2 separate regions of the Mus musculus genome follow, and region 2 is linked to region 1. A link is a contact called in public Hi-C data. All regions are on one chromosome and are shown on one strand. The core of a region is the stretch at or near the end of the contact, and the rest is flanking DNA. Distances in the headings are between cores, read along the strand shown. Region 1 has its middle 400 kb from the start of Ccng1. Region 2 has its middle 110 kb from the start of A230004M16Rik.

Region 1 (3,997 bases), core at 898-3,397:
ATCATGCCTTCCTTTCAACTCGGCTTTTGTCCCCAAAGCATGAACACTATCAGGCATACTTGGTATTTATTTGTTTATTTGCATGCCTTCTGTTTCTATTCTCATTCTAAAAAGAATATGACCTATGCCAGTAATGATAGTTTTTCAATGGCCACATTCCAAGTAGTTTACACAGTGTTTGGAATGCAGTAAATATTCAGTGGAGTTTCATAATAAATTATCTGAAACAAAGACTAAAGATTTTTAATGTTTGCTACATGCTTTCAGATGAACTCTTCCAAGGCCCTAAAGTAATTAACAATTTTTTCAACATGTGAGAACAACTACAACTACTTCCCCACTCTTTTATCAATAGCACATAATAATAAATATCTTTTTTACCATTTATTTGCTGTCAAAAAGCTAGGTACTGCTTTTATAAAAACTGATAGTCAAATTCTAATTTATAGTAAAAAATGCATATTTGAATGACTTAGCTATATTCCCAAGGGACACACTATACAGAATGCAAGCAAGTCCAAAGGAGATAATTAGAAGTGTTCAAGCTAGCGTTCTCAAGAGTTCACGCTTGCACTTTTTGAGTCCAACAATTAAAATGCAAATGAAATACATCTTCACAAAACCAGACTAAGGCAGCAATTCCTCAGATCAACAAAGCCTCTCTCAGTCAGCATCATCCACCCAGGAAACAAGCAGCTTTGGGGCTGCTCTGAAAAAAAAGAAAAAAAGACAAAGACTATGAAAGATCATGCATTGTAACTGCCCTCCTACAGTGCCTTCAAGAATATGTTTTCATGGCAGATGAAGGGGATTAGGAGGCTAAGAGGTACTCTGCTACAGTTTACAGCAGGCTGTCTTCTCATGACAGAGAAGTGAGACAATGCAAGGAATAAAAAGGATGTGGCCAGTTGACAATAGCCTTCATGTGGCACAGAAGGCAGAGGCTCTGGGAATGCAAAATCACCCTGTAGGGCAGTCCCAGAAAATGGCATTTAAAATAAACTATCTGAAATTGGTTTAGAAATCAAAATAGGGCAGACTCAAGGCTGACATATTATAAGGAAAAGACTTCTCATTGTCCAGGCATCATTGCCATCTGTGGTTTAGAAATGACAGCTGAGTCAATTTTTACATACCCCTTAGTTAATAAATCCCATACATGAATGAACATTCATGCTATCAGCTACTATCTCAAATCATTAGTTCCCCTCATATTTCATAGGATTTTAAAAGGTAAAATATGTATCTCTTCATATTATGAATTATAGATGCTGTATGAAAAAAATAAGATTGCAGGAGCCAAAAAGTCCAGCATGCTTATGTCTACATAGTGTTACTGAGACTTGATAGGGTATTCCGTGCACCATGAAATCTCAACAATAATGTTTCCTGAAGAAGACTGGCATAATGACACTACCAGATGGCATGCCAATGTGGACAAGGGAAATTCCTCATAGTCTCATCCCTATGTGAAGAGCTACAAAGCATTAATGGAGAATCAGGTTCCTTTCAGGATAAGCTCCTACATTGTTTATCCAAATCCCAGTGGTCAAGCAGATAGATAGATAGATAGATAGATAGATAGATAGATAGATAGATAGATAGATGATAGATAGATAGATAGATAGATGCATTTGACTCTGTATACATGTATTCATATTTGTATAATAACAATTAAAGAAGAGCTCATGAAATTGGGAAGGAAAGGACAAAAACAGGAGGGGTTAGAGAGCGAAGAAGGGGAGGAACTGCTCAGGTATGAAATTCTCAAAGCAAATTGTGTGTGTGTGTGTGTGTGTGTGTGTGTGTGTGTGTGTGTGTGTATGTGTATGTGTATATGTGAATGCCTATATATGTATATATGTGTGTATGTATATAATGTGCATGTGCATGTGTATGTGTACATATATGTGTATATTTGTATATGTATGTATACATATAAATACACACATGTACATGAATATATGTATATCAGAAATAAGCCACATTAGCTATTTGATAGACAGAATTTAATTTAGAAGTAGAGCCAGTAAAAATACAAAATACTGCCAGACTTCAGAAAATGGGATCAGTTCAGTAATGTTGGCAACAGATGGCAAATTCAGGGCAATGGAAGCTAATGCCAAAATAATTACTTCTCAAGCCAGGAGCCAAGTGAGGGGACGTGTTCTGAGAAACAAGCACCCTGGTCACCACAAGGGAAAGGGAGAGATACACACACAAATAAGATGAGAAAAATAATCAGATCCAGAGTAGCAAGGGAAGGTCACAGAGAACAAAAACATTATATTGAACAGAATGGCAAAAGAGAAAAGGTATTTCAGATGGGGCTACTAGGAATACATTTCTACAAAAGGGATACAATAAACACAACATTGGCAATGTTTAAAGCAGCATGTCCCAGGCCATATTCCCACTGCTTTCACGAGTATGTTCTGATTTGAGCCATGCTAACACTGTGACCTTCATTTGGTTATTAATTGCCATTCACAGAAAGGACACTGAAAGATATCCATCCGCTTTCAGAGGCATACCACATGTAAGCATGAGGCCCAAGGAATACTGGGGATCATTCTCAGTCTGAAGCTCCAAGCCCTGGACAATACACATGGCAACAGGACAAATGTTGCTTCTAGCCATCTGAAGAGCAGATTCACTTTCTGCCTGAAGGCTGCCCAACTATATGAACATGCTCTAGGGTAAGGTACTACTCAAAGAATCGTCAATCCACACATTTAAGAGCACTTAATATAATCACTGGACTAAGACCTGGAAAGAAAACAATTTAATTGTAGGATATAAAAAGTTCACAATGCACTATGGAATAGGATATATAAACGCAGGATCATAATGCATCATGGACAAGTGACACAATCATTAATATGTCCTATGTGACACATTGAAGATCTACAACGGGACTCTACTGAAATTTCATCTCAAGCATAGATCATAAGTTAAAGAATGTGAAAAGACAGAGGAAACTACAAGAACTGAAGTATAATTAAAGAATTAATATGTATTTATATAGGTAGTAAAACATTCAAATGTGGCACAGGCTATGACATAGTAATCTGCCTGTATTTTAAAAGTATGAATTACTACTGAGAAGTTTGTTTAGCTAGCAGGATGAAGGACTCATCTATGACTTTTGTAATGAGTGAAGGCTTTAAAATAAAGTGTAAAGTGTAAGTAATATTTTATGCAACTACTAACCATTGAATTTTAGATGAACTATTCTTAAGTACCTATATACAGTACAATGCAATTTAACAGTGAATCAAGTGATGTTTGGGGTGCTGAATTCCTCTCGACTAGAGTATCAGATAAGCAAGGGGTAATAGAGTTTGAAGCATCAGCATGAACATCCATTTGACTTGTAATACATTTATGTATAAATGTATGGAAAAGATTATAGAGAGAGGAATACACATGCATACATATATATACATAAATATATATCCTTGTTCACCAGCTATAGACATTTCAAAGAAAAAAAAAACACACTTAGTGATGATGGACTGTTGAGGTTTTGTCTTTTATTGTCTACTATGATGCTAAGTGGGGGACCCCAAGACCTGAAGTCTGCACATAGCCTCTAAGACCCTGCCTCCAAGTTAATTCCGACTGATGAATAAAGATGCTGGCAGCTGATTGCTGGGCAGAAGAGAAATGCATAGGGTTGAGTTTTTGAGGGCTTGGGTCAAAGGAGAGATAAAGGAAAGAAGACAAAGACGCCACCATGGAAGAAGAAATACCAGGAGGGAGAGAGCGAGCCTCTATTGGGTAGGAGCAAAGAAAATATGGCCATGTGGATTGGCCAATTGGAGCTAAGAGCAGCCCAGATGAAACATAAAAATAGGGAGTGATCCGCAAAGAGTCAGGTGGGCAAGAGAGAAGGCACAGCCATGAGTCGGCAGTTGGCAGCTGGTAGAACCAGCCACAGGGATGGATGGTCTGTGGAATGCATAGCTCCAGGCATTCTTCCAGGCATTCTTAG
Region 2 (3,997 bases), core at 914-3,413, 440 kb before region 1:
GACCAGGAAGATGAGAGATAAACTAACATTCCTAGATACTAGAGCTTGTTTGATTAAAGATTTGCATAGAGGAGGAATTCTGATTTCATCACTGCATGAGATGACAAGCATGGTCAGAAGACAGGAAGTCTGACAAAAGTCAGAGGAAGACATTGTGTACTTAACTTGTGCTTCTGAGAGGTTCCGCACAACTCTAATTGAAAATTTCCAGCACCCCAGTGGCATACATTAAGGTACTGTGTTCTGAGCCCCAATAGCATGCACACCGAGTGTTAACACAGGTAATTTCACTGATGACTGTCTATAGTACAGCATAAAGTAATACAATTATTTTCAAATTTTATAGGGAGAAGGTATTATTATTATTATTAATCTTTTTTTTTATAATCAAGTCATTATCTCCCTCTGGTCTTCCCTCCAACATTTCCTCATCCCATTCCTCCTCCTTGTCTCCAGGAGAATATTTTCACCACCCCCCACCCACCCAGCCAGACCTCCAGAGCATGCATTCTGTAGTAAAAAAACTTCATATTTATTCCCTTATCCTTCCTTCCTTTCTTCCTTTTTCCTTCCTTCCTTCCTTCTTTCCCTTGCTACATCCATTTTTCTTTCTCTTCTCTTTCCAATCACTTTTCAATTTCTCTTGTTTCATTAATGTATCATTCCTTTTCTTCCTTTTATCTTTCAATCTTTCTCTTTCATCCTTCCCTCATGTTTCATGCAGGAGTTATGGTTTTGTCATGCGGATAATGTTTTGAGTCTAAGTTAACTATTACTGAACCAAAAGATCATTCCAATCAATGCATACTAATATGATAAAGAAACATAACTAAAGCCCTAAATTTTAATTTAAATTCAGTGTTATACTATCAGAGGAATATTTAAGCTTACGTTTAAGCTCCTTAGTAATTCAATATCTCTTTTGGGAAGTTTACCCTGTAATTTTAGTCAGGAAATTCTTTCTTACATCAAACTAAAATTCCCTTTATTATAACTCAGCATTGATTAAAATCTACCCTAATCTCTGTGAATGGAAGCCTCCTATACTAGAAGTATGCTCTGATTATGTACTGTTTTCTCAAGTTTGAGTTTGGAGAGATCAGTGAGAGTGACATTATGAAATATAAAAGAGATAAATATGGTTATAAATTTCATTCTCTTACCCACCCCATGCCCTAGAAGCACCTTCATGAATCACGATATTCCTATATTTATCTAGCATTTTCTTGAATGCTTTTTCATAGTGTTCATAACAACAGGTCAGTGAAAGGTTTGATACATAGGATTATTTATTCTTATTCATTCCATCATAATATTGATTATTACAACATAATACTTGATCCTTACAACAGACTAAGGAGCAAGATGTCATTACTCTCATCTCTGGGATGAGAACACTACCATCTATGGGTGCAGTTGCCTCTTTCTCTGTTGAAACTCTTGTCTAGTATTTCATGGTTCCAGGAATCATGCTGTTAAAACACTGCTGCCTGTAGAGGGGTGGCCTAATTTCTTGGCCATGGAAGTAACAGGAAACCACACATTAAAGGACTTTCCCTTGAGATTTCTTAGGAAGAACCCCAGTAGACCAGATGGATCACTTGGCTCTTTCTCAAGGAGCCAAATGTTCATAATCTTGCTTCATTCTAACTCTGTGAAGTATATTTATAGAATATAGCACTGCTCTAGAAATTTGCCATTACAGGTCATAGTGAAATGGCTTGCGGGACCTGCAGTATGAAAATGAATATTTGGATATCAAACCAATAACCATTCAGACAGAGTTCTAATTATTTGCTCATGGTAAGTAAAGAATTTCCAATCATGCAAAGGGACTTTATTTATGCAGCACTTTCCAGTTGAATAGCACTGCTTTTTCTGAGTGATCCTTTCAGTGGGATGATGTATTATACAAGTTGCTGCTATTTTATTGTTCCATGTAAAGGTGATTGAAAAGTTTCTCCTGTGACATTATTACCTAGCATAGGCCTCAAAGACTGCTTGTTAGCCAATTGGCAAGTCCCTTCATCCCCCATGACGGAGACATCTGAAAGGCAGTTCTTTCAGGAAGTGTCAGGAACGATATTTGGTCTTACTTACAGCCAGTAGGCGTCATAAGTCACACCCCTGACCGTGTTCAGGCGTATGTGACAGTATCTGATAAGACAGAAAGATTCAGTCAGTCCAACACGCTGCTGACTTTGAAGATGACCACAGACAGAGAGAACAGAAGCTAAAGATCACTGCCAGTTACACAATAATTAATTCAAAGCAGTTTTGTCACAGGGACAGAGATTAAATTCACCAATGCCAAGTTTTTTTTTTTTTTTTTTTTTTTTTTTTCAGGAATCAGATCTACTGGTTTGTGAAACTGAGCAAGGCACTAAACATGCCTGTATCTCAATTTCTGCCTCCCTAAAACTGGAGGGGTTTTAATTATTAGGGTTATTACATACACTATTTAACATATATATTATTATGTCATTTACATATTATATTAAATATACTTTATGTTAAATAATTCAAAGGAATCAAAGCACTTTGAATACTCTTTGGAGAAGAATGGAAATTCAAAACACTCTTCTCTTGAAGTACAACTTCAGATTAGGATTTTTATAATCCAATTAGATATATTTGTGACTTAAATTTCAAGCCCAGGGCACTGAACATTCACTAGGGTTCTAAGAGAGTCCATATTCTTATTTATTTTAAAGTATACAGTACTAAAATGAAATTTCAGTCACTCCTTTTTGTTTTAAGGAATTCATTTATTTTTAATATTTGTCTCATAGTTGGTAAGTGCATGTGAGTGCAGGTGCCTGCCCAGGCCAGAGTCCTAGGTTCTCTAGAACTGAAATTATAGAGGGTTGTGGGATGCAAGATCTACATGCTGGGAATCAAACTCAGGTTTTCTATAAGAACAGTAAGAGATTTTAACCTCTGAATCACCTCTCCAGAAAGGCCCCTACATGTCTATATTTTTCTTTAATATTTAGTAGACATAGATAGGGTCTTGAATATTATAATTGAGCATAGTCATAATTTTATATTCTATACCAATTACTTTGTAAATCCTAAGCATGGCATATACTCAACTCCTGAGAAACAATCTGAAACCTTTTATTAATAAATCTATGAATCCTATAAATTTATGTGAAACGGGTACAGAATGAAAGGGTACCACAAAAGGAAGTGTAAGGAGGTGGCAGTTTTTACATTTTACTTTGTTTGATTTATGTGTATGCCCATGTGCACATGAGAACCAGTGGAGGCAAAAAGAGGGAGTTGAAGTTACAGATAGTTGTGGACCACAGGATAGGAATGTTCAGATCCAAATTCCTGTCCCTTGTAAGATTAGCAATGGTTCTCAAGTGCTGTGCCATCTCTCTAGCTTGCTGCACATGGGCCTTCAATAAGCAAAGTGATAGTAAGATAAATGTTTACATGTATACCATCCAAAAGATCTTGGAAAGACAAGAGGAAGGACATGGAATGGCAATATTGTAGATGCTCACCATTTTAACTGATGGGAAGTCAATAAGGATCAAAGCTGTAGACTGATGGGAATGCATGGCACTGATAGAAACAAACAATAAAATTACAAACAGAGGAAGGTTGTCATTCTGGTATCTAAACATTGAGAATCTTATTTTTGCAGAATTAGTGTCCATCACCTCCCAGAATATAGTGTCCTCCCTAGCCTATGACTCTGTTACCCACAGGATAATGAGGGTTTTACTGATGGCATTAAAGGAAGGATTTGAAGTGCTGGGTTATGGCTGAATGACCAGGTGGGTCCAATTTGTTAGGAAAGCAGCATGTCAAATTCAAAACAGGAAGTGGTGATGGGGCGGAGATTGGGAAGAGGAGAGGCTGTGATGTAAAGATTTGTGCAACCTCCCAAATCTAGAAACCCAAGCACTCCATCAGAGCTTGTTTGAGGAGAGTAGGCCTATTAAACTCCTTGTCTGTAGGTTTTTACAGCTTGAGAATTGTA

The links. A called contact is a pair of places that touch in the nucleus more often than the background predicts.
Region 2: a Hi-C map of cerebellar granule neurons shows a contact between it and region 1, with 1.7 times the contacts expected there. The contact joins two enhancer-like sites. A contact is called at or near these places in 2 of 484 Hi-C or Micro-C datasets (cerebellar granule neurons and cerebellum).

Annotation. Positions count from the first base shown.
Region 1 is chr11:41,157,536-41,161,532 of GRCm38.p6, reverse strand. No RefSeq gene overlaps it. Among named protein-coding and RNA genes, the nearest start is that of Ccng1, 400 kb to the right of the region's middle. Within about 2 kb of position 2,147, at least 13 of the 459 cell types and tissues checked have an H3K27ac peak or open chromatin away from gene starts, as enhancers often do. A contact at or near this core is called in cerebellar granule neurons and cerebellum, where this site is marked.
Region 2 is chr11:41,596,752-41,600,748 of GRCm38.p6, reverse strand. No RefSeq gene overlaps it. Among named protein-coding and RNA genes, the nearest start is that of A230004M16Rik, 110 kb to the left of the region's middle. Within about 2 kb of position 2,163, at least 6 of the 459 cell types and tissues checked have an H3K27ac peak or open chromatin away from gene starts, as enhancers often do. A contact at or near this core is called in cerebellar granule neurons and cerebellum, where this site is marked.